Linked DNA regions of Mus musculus: regions 2 and 3 are each linked to region 1. Evidence: chromatin contacts called from public HiChIP or PLAC-seq and capture Hi-C data. All regions are on one chromosome and are shown on one strand. Each heading gives the region's core, a stretch centred on a gene start, on an enhancer-like site or on the middle of the called end of the contact. The rest is flanking DNA. Distances are from core to core; before and after follow the strand shown.

What was found. HiChIP or PLAC-seq counts read pairs in DNA pulled down with a chosen protein or histone mark. Capture Hi-C pulls out chosen DNA fragments and counts their contacts.
Region 2: a contact with region 1 is called in a capture Hi-C map of embryonic stem cells, with 3 times the contacts expected there. The contact joins two enhancer-like sites. A contact is called at or near these places in 2 of 484 Hi-C or Micro-C datasets (both in CD4 T cells), 5 of 115 datasets of contacts at active chromatin or transcription factors (CD8 T cells, embryonic basal ganglia, embryonic stem cells and 2 more) and 1 of 9 other capture datasets (embryonic stem cells).
Region 3: an H3K27ac HiChIP or PLAC-seq map of acute myeloid leukemia shows a contact between it and region 1, with 6 times the contacts expected there. The contact joins two enhancer-like sites. A contact is called at or near these places in 1 of 15 datasets of contacts at CTCF or cohesin (large pre-B cells) and 3 of 115 datasets of contacts at active chromatin or transcription factors (acute myeloid leukemia, bone marrow-derived macrophages and embryonic stem cells).

The regions. Positions count from the first base shown.
Region 1 is chr7:122,918,384-122,922,172 of GRCm38.p6, forward strand. No RefSeq gene overlaps it. Among named protein-coding and RNA genes, the nearest start is that of Gm39082, 4.2 kb to the right of the region's middle. Within about 2 kb of position 1,783, at least 83 of the 459 cell types and tissues checked have an H3K27ac peak or open chromatin away from gene starts, as enhancers often do. A contact at or near this core is called in CD8 T cells, acute myeloid leukemia and bone marrow-derived macrophages, where this site is marked.
Region 2 is chr7:122,402,606-122,406,170 of GRCm38.p6, forward strand. The region is part of intron 2 of Prkcb (protein kinase C, beta); the gene reads left to right. Among named protein-coding and RNA genes, the nearest start is that of Gm51497, 110 kb to the left of the region's middle. Within about 2 kb of position 2,041, at least 191 of the 459 cell types and tissues checked have an H3K27ac peak or open chromatin away from gene starts, as enhancers often do. A contact at or near this core is called in CD8 T cells, where this site is marked.
Region 3 is chr7:122,309,054-122,312,637 of GRCm38.p6, forward strand. All of the region lies in intron 2 of Prkcb (protein kinase C, beta), which reads left to right. Among named protein-coding and RNA genes, the nearest start is that of Gm51497, 14 kb to the left of the region's middle. Within about 2 kb of position 1,353, at least 82 of the 459 cell types and tissues checked have an H3K27ac peak or open chromatin away from gene starts, as enhancers often do. A contact at or near this core is called in acute myeloid leukemia and bone marrow-derived macrophages, where this site is marked.

The DNA.
Region 1 (3,789 bases), core at 533-3,032:
CCCCATGCACCTCCTGATTGTCCCCAGAGCAAGAAGGAAAGGGGGGATGGTTAGGGGGATGTGTTCCCCAAAAGTTCTTGTGTTGAAAACTTAATCCCAGGCACTGGCATAGCCTCATACGAGACAGTGCCTGGCAAATACAGAAGTGGATGCTCACAGTCATCTATAAGATGGAACACAGGGCCCCCAATGGAGAAGCTAGAGAAAGCACCCAAGGAGCTGAAGAGGCCTGCGACCCTATAGGTGGAACAACAATAGAAACTAACAAGTACCCCTAGAACTCATATGTCTAGCTGCATATGTAGCAGAAGATGGCCTAGTCAGCCATCACTGGGAAGAGAGGTCCCTTGGTATTGCAAACTTTATATGCCCCAGTACAGGGGAATGCCAGGGCCAAGAAGCGGGAGTGGGTGGGTAGGGGAGCAGGGCAGAGGGAGGGTATAGGGAACTTTCAGTATAGCATTTGAAATGTATATAAAAAATATCTAATAAAAAAGAAAGAGAGAGGGGGGAAAGGAAGGAAGGAAGGAAGGAAGGAAGGAAGGGAGGGAGGGAGGGAGGGAGGGAGAGAGAGAGAGAGAAAGAGAGAGAGAAAGAGAGAAAGAAAGAAAGAAAGAAAGAAAGAAAGAAAGAGAGAGAGAGAGAGAGAGAGAGAGAGAGAGAAAGAAAGAGAGAAAGAAAAGAAAACTTAATCCCCAAAGTCATATATTAATGGGCCTTGGAGAAGTGACTACTGTTAGGTAAGGTCCTGAGGATGGGACCCCAGGGTGGCACCGGTAGCTTTATAAGAAGGGGAAACTTGGACTCTGTCTCACTGTGTGATGCTTCTGCATGTTGTGACCACAAGACCCTCAGCTGACGTTAGCAGCCCACTCTTAGACTCCCCTGGCCCCAGAACCATAAGCTAATCAAACCTCCATTTCTTATAAAGTACCTTGACTCGGGCATTTTCCAGACTCATTTTCCATGGGAATATAGAGAGAGGGACTCTTACACTTTGAAGGACACTCACTACAGAATGTCAGGCCCCGGAGATAGTTCTTATGTACCCACTGTAATCCAGAACTGTCTAGCAGTAGAAACAGAGTAGAAACCAAGCAAGAATACTCCAGAAGCCATAGATGTTATAGAGTAGACTAAGAGGAAGTTTCTAGATTTTCAAAAGGAAGAAACTGAGACTGAGTAAAGTGTGTATGTGTTGGGCCACAAAACTGTGCAAACAACAACATGGAGATTTGAGTTTGGTCTGTCTGACCCCCTCCCTCCAAGAGCCACAGGCAATGCAGTGAGGGACAGCATGCTCCCATTGGCCCAAAAAACCCCAAAGAGTCACCCCAAGTTAGACATGATGACTCACACTTATAAGTCCAGCACTGGAACTGGAAGAGACCATGGTCTAGGTCAGCCTGAGGATCATAGCAGATCCCAAAAAGGGGGGAGGAAATTCATCCTAAAGACCAAAAATCTCAGGTCCTAGGCAGGACTGGGAGCCTTTATTTGGCATCTCCCAGATCCTAAGTGTGTATCTCAGCAGCTAGCTCTCGCGAGAACTCAGTCCCAGGCTAATCGCAGGTAGAATCTGATAGACTATCGGTACTGTGTCCCTACATTGGCTTTTCCTCTGCAAAATTAAACGAAGAACAACTACCCCACAGAGATTTCAAGTTAATATGGGTGAAAGTCTTATAATAGTTCCCAAAACACAGCTATACTCAGAAGCTGTCCTTGGTTCCGCTTCTGCAGAAAGGGGAAGGAACCGGGGTGACACTGGGTTATGCTGATTTCCAATGAAATCATTCAGTGTGTTCACCCTCGGGCAGATCCCCATCTTCCTAGTCAAGGGGTAAAGTCTGAAGGGGGGCAAAAGTGTTCTGGGGAAGTGGGTATGACATCCTGAGTGGGTTTGTGAAGAGATCTTTGCTTGGCTCCTTTGGAAAACATACCAGAAACAAGAGACCAGATTATCGTGAGTTGAACCTTGGGGTTAGCCTGACCTCTAGTGGTCAAATAATAAACCATCGGGGTACTTGAGAGCCGCTTAAGGGTAAACAAAAGGATAACTTTGTTTATCCACTTATCCGGTGGGTGGTTTTTGAATCCACAAGGTCTTGAGCGTGGCTAAGCTGCAGGCACACTAAGTAAGCTCCATGGTTCACATAAGTCTTAAGTGGTAGAGTTGGGGTTTTACACCAAGCCTGCTTGATTTTAGAGGTCTCTTGTTTATCCACACAGCATGATCGATGCCTGCCTTTATGAAGCCTTCATGTTTAATTCATAGAGACGGCCAAGCTGATGAAGGCCACCACAAGTATGCCTGGAATAACACAAACATATTATAACGCTCATTTTTTTTTTCAAACCGGGGAACTGCTGTTCGATGGCCTGGCACTGTGTATTTGACCACGCATTCAATGTTGAGTTAGTATATGAATTTCCACCTCCTGCTTCCTGTCCCAATGATCGCTTCATATGGACACTACAAATGCCAGCTTGTTTGAGGGTGGCTGGTCTTCCCATCTGCTCTAAAATTCAGCAAAGCCTGGAGGTTGGGGCTTTACTCCCTGAACCCCACAACAGAGATTTGCTGAACCCCACAACAAAGATTTGCTGATGGCTAAGACCACACCCGCCCAGCACTGAGTGAGTCACAGAGTGTTCAACTTACAACAGTCACCCTCAGATTTCTGGACATCAGGATGGACGATGCCAAAATGGTCCATACTCAACAGAAACTATATTTGAGATTTTAGATTTGGGTTCTTTCCCAAAATAACAAAATATGCAGCACGGTGCTCGATCCTGACACTAGGCAGAAGCAGGAAGCCATGGCTCTGATCAGCTCCATGCTTCGGAAGATAACAACCAACGCTTGACAGTATCATAAGTCATGGTGTTCAACAACTGGGTACAGTAAATGCATTTCTGGCTTAGGATGGGCTCACTGGCATTTAACCCCCACTGGTAGGTGGGATACTGGTCAAGGCATGGAAGGGCAGCCATCTGTTTCCCAGGCACCACTTGAGAGATGAGAATGTCAGTATGTCGGTATGTCAGTGTTTTCTGAGACAAATGGCACAGTGAATGATCTGTAACAAGTTGAGAACACTCTTTACAAATAGGACAGTCACTGAGTCCCTTTACAAGGGCAGATGGTGACTCCTGTGTCTGGACCAAGTGAGGAAGAACCTTGTAGCAAGATTCCTCCAGCACTAAAGAGAAAGTCCTGGGGGCTAGAGAGATGGCTCGTTCATTAAGAGCACTCCCAGAAGACCCAAATTCAATTCCTAGCACTCGTGGCTAGCAATGATCCGAACTCCAGTTCCAGTGGGGAATCTGATGCCCTCTTCTGGCCCTTCTGGGCACTGCACACATTTGGTGCACAGACATATAGGCAGCAAAATACCCACGCACATTAAATCAGAATGAACACGGCTTTAAAATAAGGAGAGAGAAAATCCTGTTTTACAACTTTTTAAAAGGCCAGCCGAACGCTAAAAGGTGAAGATAAATACAACACGCTGGAGGCGGAGTTGAGAAGGAAGGCAGAGCTGTTCTTTATATGCCCCAAGGCCCTACCTTAGAGGCAGTTACCCACAGACAGTCACTGCTGAGCACATTGGAGTAGGGAGGGGGATTAAGTACTTTAGCAAAGTGCCTAATAGAAGCTGCATACAGGAGAAGCACTTAGGTTTGGAGCATGGGCTACTGTATGCCCTGTAGCAACTCCAACTTGCTCACATCTGGATGGATCGGGACGCAGAGGCCAGCCAGAAGTAGGGCTAGCCTGTA
Region 2 (3,565 bases), core at 791-3,290, 520 kb before region 1:
ACCTTGAACTTCTGATCCTTCTGCTCTGCTTCTGCCTCCCAAGTGCTAGGAGTATAGGAGCACACAGCCAGAGATTTAAAAAAAAAAAAAAAAAAGCACTGTCAGGGGTTGCTCTGTAATATTTCAGTAGTGTAACATTTTCAGGTTAAACACATCAGTTCCTTTAATGTTTATTGTTTTAAATGTTGGCGTATCAGAAATCCTCTTGCCTTTTCCTAGAGTTCAGTACACACTCTCATCATCCGCAGGCACTCATAGGGAAACACAGAATACTAAAACAAGGGTGTTCTACCTAGGTGTGTCTACAGCTAGGAGTCAGAAATGGCGTTTGTATAAGGCAGTGGTTCTCAACCTGTGTGCCAAGGCCCCTTTGGGGTCCCATATCAGATATTCTGCATATCAGATGTTTATATTATGAGTCATAACAACAGCAAAATTACATTTATGAAGTAACAACAATGATTTTATGGTTAGGGGCCACTACAACAGGAACTGTTTAAAATAGCATTAGGAGGGTTGAGAACCACTACACTAAACATTTAAGGAATTTGGTCAGTTTCTCTCAGAGACTAGGGCAGCATCCTAACCATCAGTGGCTCTTGGGAAAATCTGGGGTTGGTGAGCTCAGATAACCAAGATGCTCTGTACTGTCAGACAGGCTCTCTTGGAGCTGGGGGACCTTGCAGACAGAGAGTCCTTCTTCATATGTCAATGTAACTTTCTTTGGAGGTGCCTGAGCTTGGATGACAACTTTATCACCTGTGTTTTTCCAAAGCCTTCCACTCTGTCACTTGCCTGGTGGATATGGGCATGGCGCCCATGTCTCCCTTCCCTCCGTGGCACTCATGTCTCTGTTCTCTCCGTGGCACTTGTGTTTCCTCCTACCCTCCGCAGGCTTTGTTTCTCTGCTGCTTTGCTCTTGGGCAAGAAGCTTTAGCTGTGGTAACACTGTCTCTGCTAGAGTGATTTGGGTCCAAGTAGGTCAGCCAAGCCTGAGCTCTCTCTCCCTCTCCTCTTTGCCCTCTGTCTCCACCCCCCCTAAACTACAGCCTGAGGTTTGAGTGGGTGGGGACTATCTAACAATCCATTTGTTATACAAGATGACAAGGGCTACCAGGTGTCTTCAGCCATCAATCTATTAACCTAGAGGCTGACCTCAGTTCTTTTGAAAAACAGTGAACATGGTATTCCATCTCTGATCCCAGACTCAGTTTCTTCCAGGTTCTGAGCCCTTGATTGGAAGAGCCTTCGGGGCTTTGCTCTTCCCTTCTCTACCACTTTTATTTATCATGGCTATGGGCCTTGACTGCCTGGGTATGAACCTACCTCTTGCTATCATAGCAAGACACAATCATAGACACACCCTTTCCCCGTGCCTACTTTTCCTCTTCTGTGTAATAAATGTCATATAGAACTTATCACACAGACATGATGAGGATTAAAGGTGTCAATATACAGAAGATTCTTAGAGCAATATCACACCTACCACCTGCTCCATGATTATTATTATATTATCATTACAATGTTATTCTAATCTAAGATCTCTCTGCTTCTGAGAAATGGGGTCTTGTCTTGCCTGCCTTTAAATCTCTCACTGTCAAGTTGGGGGAAAGGGGTGGTTCAAACCCAAACATCCGAGAGAACCTGGCAAGGAACTGAGTAGATGGACCTCGGGAGACACTGCTGGGGAGGGTACACTCATTTGTTCATGTATTCATTCATCACACATTCATTCACTGAGAACCTACTGAGTGCTGTTCTGCAGATGGAAAGGCAGGAGTGAAGAAGGCGAACATTTCCTGCCCTCTAGGCCTCACTTCTTGATAGTCTCAGCTCTAACTGCTGTTACCAGGTGAGAATATGGGGGCCCTTGTTGACAAAACTTCTCGTTCTTTTAAAGGAAGCCAGAAACCTGGGTTTTTACAAACTACAGACTCCCACCTTAAGCTGGCAAGGCTTTTGTGTTGTTTTAAAGCCCAGCGTGAGCTGAGCCCAAGATCCAATTGGCAGCCCCTGCTGTAAGGCCTCCCCCCCAACGGCTCAGCTCGGCTCTGGGAGGAGGGCTGGCTGCCCTGCCAGCAAGGGCAGGCGGTCTGCTTCAAGGTCATTGGTGTGGAGAGAGCCTCCTCCCACTCCCGCTTGGAGCTTCTTGTGGCTTTTTCTGCCCACAGAGCAGATGCTGCTGCGCTGCCAGGACTAACGGGTGTTTGAATTCGAACATTCCCTCTCGTCCTTCCTTTCTTCCGTGGCAGCCTTGGCTGGGTTCCCGGCCCCCAGAAGGCAGATTTAGAGAGAAGAGGAGTAGCTTCCGCACAGACAGGGGGAAGGGGGAGGGGGCCTTAGGGTTAGTGGTGGCCAAGTGGGGAAGGGGAAGCGGCCTTTGAAGTTGGCGAATTAATTATCCTTTGCTCGACTCTTACCGAGGTGGGGAGCAGTTTAAAAGCCTGTGTGGGAAAAAACGTGATGTGAGAAATGGAGTTTAGGATGCTAAACGGGAATGCTTTTTAACTGCATGCTTTGGGTTTTGGGAAGTGAGGGGTGAGCAGAGCTTTGGGTTCAGCTACAGTTTACAGGATGCTTGCTTTGGAACACGCTGACCTGAGGCACGTGTTCTCTGGATCACCCTGACTCCCAGCTCTCCACTCTCAGGGCTCATTTCTGCTTAAGACCTTTGTCCTGCCTAGAGGACTCTGGGTTGTAGTGTCTCACCCACCTGTTTGTGACAGTGGACAGGACTTCCTGCTCTGGCGACCATGACTGTTGTGATCCTATAGGAAACAAAACCCTTTTGTGAGGCTGCAAGGAAGAAAGTTTAAGGATGACAAAGGCTTGTGCAAGCTTTGGATTGCAAGTTAATATTGCAGCTTCTGGGAATTTTCAGGCCCACCTCTGTGGAGGAAGAAACAGGTGCCCATGTAGCCAAAACTGAGGAAGAGGGTACAGCCAGCAGGACTGTGGTCTTGAGCGCTCCACAGCTTCCTCTTGGCAGCTTCAGGGGGAAGAAGAAGAAGAAGAAGAAGAGGAGGAGGAGGAGGAAGAGGAGGAGGAGGAGGAGGAGGAGGAGGAGGAGGAGAAAGAGAAAGAGAAAGAGGAGGAGAAGGAAAAGAAGAGGAGGAGGAGGAAGAGGAAGAGGAAAAAGGAAAAGAAGGAGGAGGAGGAGGAGAAAAGAAGAAATAATAATAATAATAATAATAATAATAATAATAATGTGTGTCTGGCTTTCTGCTCCTCAGCTGTTGGTGGCACCCACTGGTTTAAGAACAAATGAGAACCTGAAAGGCAGGAAGCAGCACTGTTGAGGAGGCCAACTTCCTGGAGTTTTGATTACAACAGTCAGGTAGTGAATGGAAGAAAACATGAGGCGCTAACAGCATTTGACCTTTAGTCTCCTGACCTTTAAAGGGGAGAGTGACACAGCTGACCGTTCTAAAACATGACCAACCAGATGGATAATGCGCACATGTGGGCAAGCTTGGAAGGTTCAGTAGTTGCTCAATTAATGCCGTCTCAGTGTGGGGTCTCAGACCATTCCTAGTCAGAACAGGACCAGAGAGAAGCCTCTGTA
Region 3 (3,584 bases), core at 103-2,602, 610 kb before region 1:
TATTATGTTGTGGGAACTATGGATTTTGTTGTTTTTAAATAAATCAGGTCATTGGCTTGGCTAGTTTGTCGTCTGTGAACATCGGCTCAGATGCCAGCTCTGTTCTGAGTTTTATCCTTGTCTTCTTCAAGGCTGCCTAATGCACACCCAGTTCCTGAGTTCATTAGAGTCTTGGACAGGATTGCACACAGACTGTAATTGTAATGCTCTTCTTTTGGTGGTACTTTTGAAGTAATTATTACCTATCTCTTAGTTATCTATTAATTATCTACTAGCTCCCTAGTAACTATCTAGCAGCTCTTGGTGACCTGGAATCTGTCTTTTTGATATGCACTCCAGAACTTAAAAAAAAAAAATGTGTGTTTGTGTGGTGCGTGTGTGCATTCACGTATGTGTATTATGTAATGTGTGTGTGTGTGTGTGTGTGTGGATGCCAGAGGATAACGTCAGGTTTCATTTCTCAGGTGATGTCTACTTTGTTTTTAGAGACAGAGTCTCTCACTGGCTTGGACCTTTCCATGTAGCCTAAGTTGGCTGGCCAGTGAGCCCAGGACCTGCCTCCTCAGGGCTGCGCACCCGCAAGCCTGGCTTTTACGTGAGTGTGGAGATCAAGCTCCGTCCTCAAGCCTGGGTGCTACACACTTTACTGAGTGAGCCGTCTCCTCTGCCTAGATTTTTTTGTTGTTGTTGTTTCATTTTTATCTTTTAAATTTGGAGCTTTAACTGCCGACGCAGTCTGTTTTAAGGGCAAAAACTGTAAAACTGTCACTCCCTCCTTTCAAGTTGCTATGTGCCCATCAGAATCTGCTTTCATTTGCTTTGACTTAAAAAAAAATGCCCACAGTTTATGTTTGCTCTCCACAGAGAGACTGGATCTGGCTGAATCTTGCTTGACCGTACAAGAAACAAGCTCTTTCTTGGGGAAATTGACACCCAGGTGGTTAAGTCGTTCCCCACGCCACGAAGCTGGTAAATGGGGCCTCTGCTCAGGGTCTCTGACAGCAGACACACACTTGAGAGTTGAAGGTCGATTGGGCTCAGTCTCATTTGGGAAGTGCCCCCTCCGTGAATGGTAGCAGCCCACGGCCCAGGTGGGTGGCTTCACGGTGGACTTCTTTCCAGTGAGAACTGCTGGTCGGGTTCCTTTACTGAATAAAGGTTGCTCGCAGTGAGCAATATTCCAGAAAGAAATTGTGCACAGAGACCTGCTGTCAGCACCAATTAGACCAATAATAACCAGACTGGTTATTATTTATCTGACAGCGTTTTCACCAAAGTAAAAGGCAGTAGTAAGCTGTGGTTAGCAGGAGGAAGTTCAGAGTTCAGTTCCCACCCCCACCTTTTTTAAAATAAAAGAGGAAGTTACAGGACTTATTTCTGTATCAGCCAGTTACTAATAGAGAGTATTGTCACAGCTAAGGTCAAGTATGGGGTAAAAATGTCCTTTCTCACTGAAGGACCACAGGCATGGGAATTGTAACTTGCGAGGAGCCCACAAAGTCACAGCAAAGAATCCTGGTCAAATCTTAAGCTTGTCTGCTCACTGGGAGCAGGAGTGGACATTTCTCATCCCCTCTCCTCATCTGCCATCTCTGTCAGTAAGCTGCACCTCCTGCCGGGCACTCTGTCAGGTTTCTGGTGCTATTTCGGGAGGTCTTCTCATTTTCCAGGTTATAAAATATTCATGGAGCCTCATTAGGAAAGCACCTACTGTGTGCCAGATCCTGGAGCCACTTCAGTGAGCAAGTGAGGTAAAGTCCAGGTCTCTTACGTAACTTCCGTTCCAGGTGAGACTAGACAGTAAACGAACAAGCAATCACCAAGGTAACTCACAAAGCCATCGCTGTAGATCGTGAGAAGTTCAGGGGGGCTGGGGGGGGGGGGAAGAAAAGGCTCTACGAGCAGACCCTGTATTTCTGGTGACAATGAGCGAATAGAAAACATTAGGGCAGAGTCCTCTCTAGTCCTCCATCTCTAGTGGAGGGGGATGGGGCATGTCTTATGACTTGTGTCTCTGAGATTTCTTAGTGTAAGAAACAGCATATGGCTTAGAATAGCCTTTGGAGTGTGTGTGTGTGTGTGTAGTTTTGCTATATAGCTCAGGCTAGATTTGAACCTCCTCCCATTCTCCCATCCTTCTCTTCCACCTCCTGGAGGTGTGCTCCACCACACCCAGCCCAGCTCAGTAATGGGCTCTTGGTGGCATGGGTATTTCTTCATCTGGTGGCCGTCGGTGGTCAGTTGCTCCCTCTGTGGACATAGGTAGGTCTGATTCTATACATGTGGATATGGATTCTGCCCTTGAGATTAGAAGGAGCCGAGTAAAGGTTCTGGAAGGGTGGTTTATGCTTCCAGTAAAGAAGAAACCGTCTAGTCATGCTGGCATATGTTTTAAACATTGTATCATATTTCGTCGCTTCCCCCTTTCTTTCTGAGTTGAGAACCTCAGTCCTGGTTCCCTGGTTTATGTTGGAGCCTGGAGCTCCCTCTTCCTCCACCCCTAAGGCCTTTGCCTCTGTTCACCCCCTACTGAAACTGGGTAAGAGCGTAGTTAACGTCAGTGGCTGTAAATCACCTACATTAAAAATGTTAATTATCACCACCAGGAAAGGGCTTAACCTCTCCAGGCCATTAGAACAGCCTCAAGCCAAATGTGGCACACAGTTTTCTTGGAGGAGAGAGAAATCACCTAGGGGTTCATGGGGTCAGTGGGGGAGTGGGACCTGCCTCAGGTCTGTAATCATGGCCACGTTCATTCATGATACTAGAGTTAACTGGACTTTGTGACCAACCATGGGTGAGTTGTCTTGCTGTAGTTAAAAAAAAAAGTTTGTGAAAGATGCAAAAGTATCAGCTAATTAAAATAAATTACACACCATGGCTAAGAAGAAAGACCCTTTTACTGGCTCTTCTGATGCCCTCTCTACTGCCAGAAGCCACGTGTGGGTAAACTGTCTCTGTTGCGTTCTTCAGAGTGGCTCTCTCCAGCATAGGGCCCCACTTGGTGCAGGCACATTTATGGTCCGTTCTAGAATTACACATATGTCTCACACATATGTAAGTGTTTTTCTAGTTCCTGAAAATGATTTGGCCATGGGCTATCGTGATTCAGCTTTTAATAGATTTTTGCCAAATGTTCTTCATAGTGGTTGGGCCGCTGTCCCCTCACACCAACAGCACGTGCACGCTCCCGTGTCCCCGTGCCTTTCCAAGATTCTGACATTATCAGACTTTCATAGTTCTGCCAATATAAAGGAAAAGGGCGGTAGGGGGGGTGCCAGGCATTTAATGTTAGAGAGCAGTTGCCTTGGCTGGCAATGAGCTGAGCCTCCGCCTCTCCCTGCAGTTTCTTCTTGTTCTCCCAGCAGGTTTTGTTATCTGAGAGGCAAGGGCTCTACCACTGGGCTGTACCCCAGCCCTCCTTGTTGGTTATTTGTGTTTGTCCTGGTTTATTTTCACCAGCTCTGGTGCCTGGAGGGACAGAGTCCCTTCCTGTTGGCTTAGCTTGGGAAGGTTCACAAAGCGTTGGTCCCGCTTTCAAGATGAGAAAATAGAGGCTCAGTGGGGCATTCTACCTTGTGCAG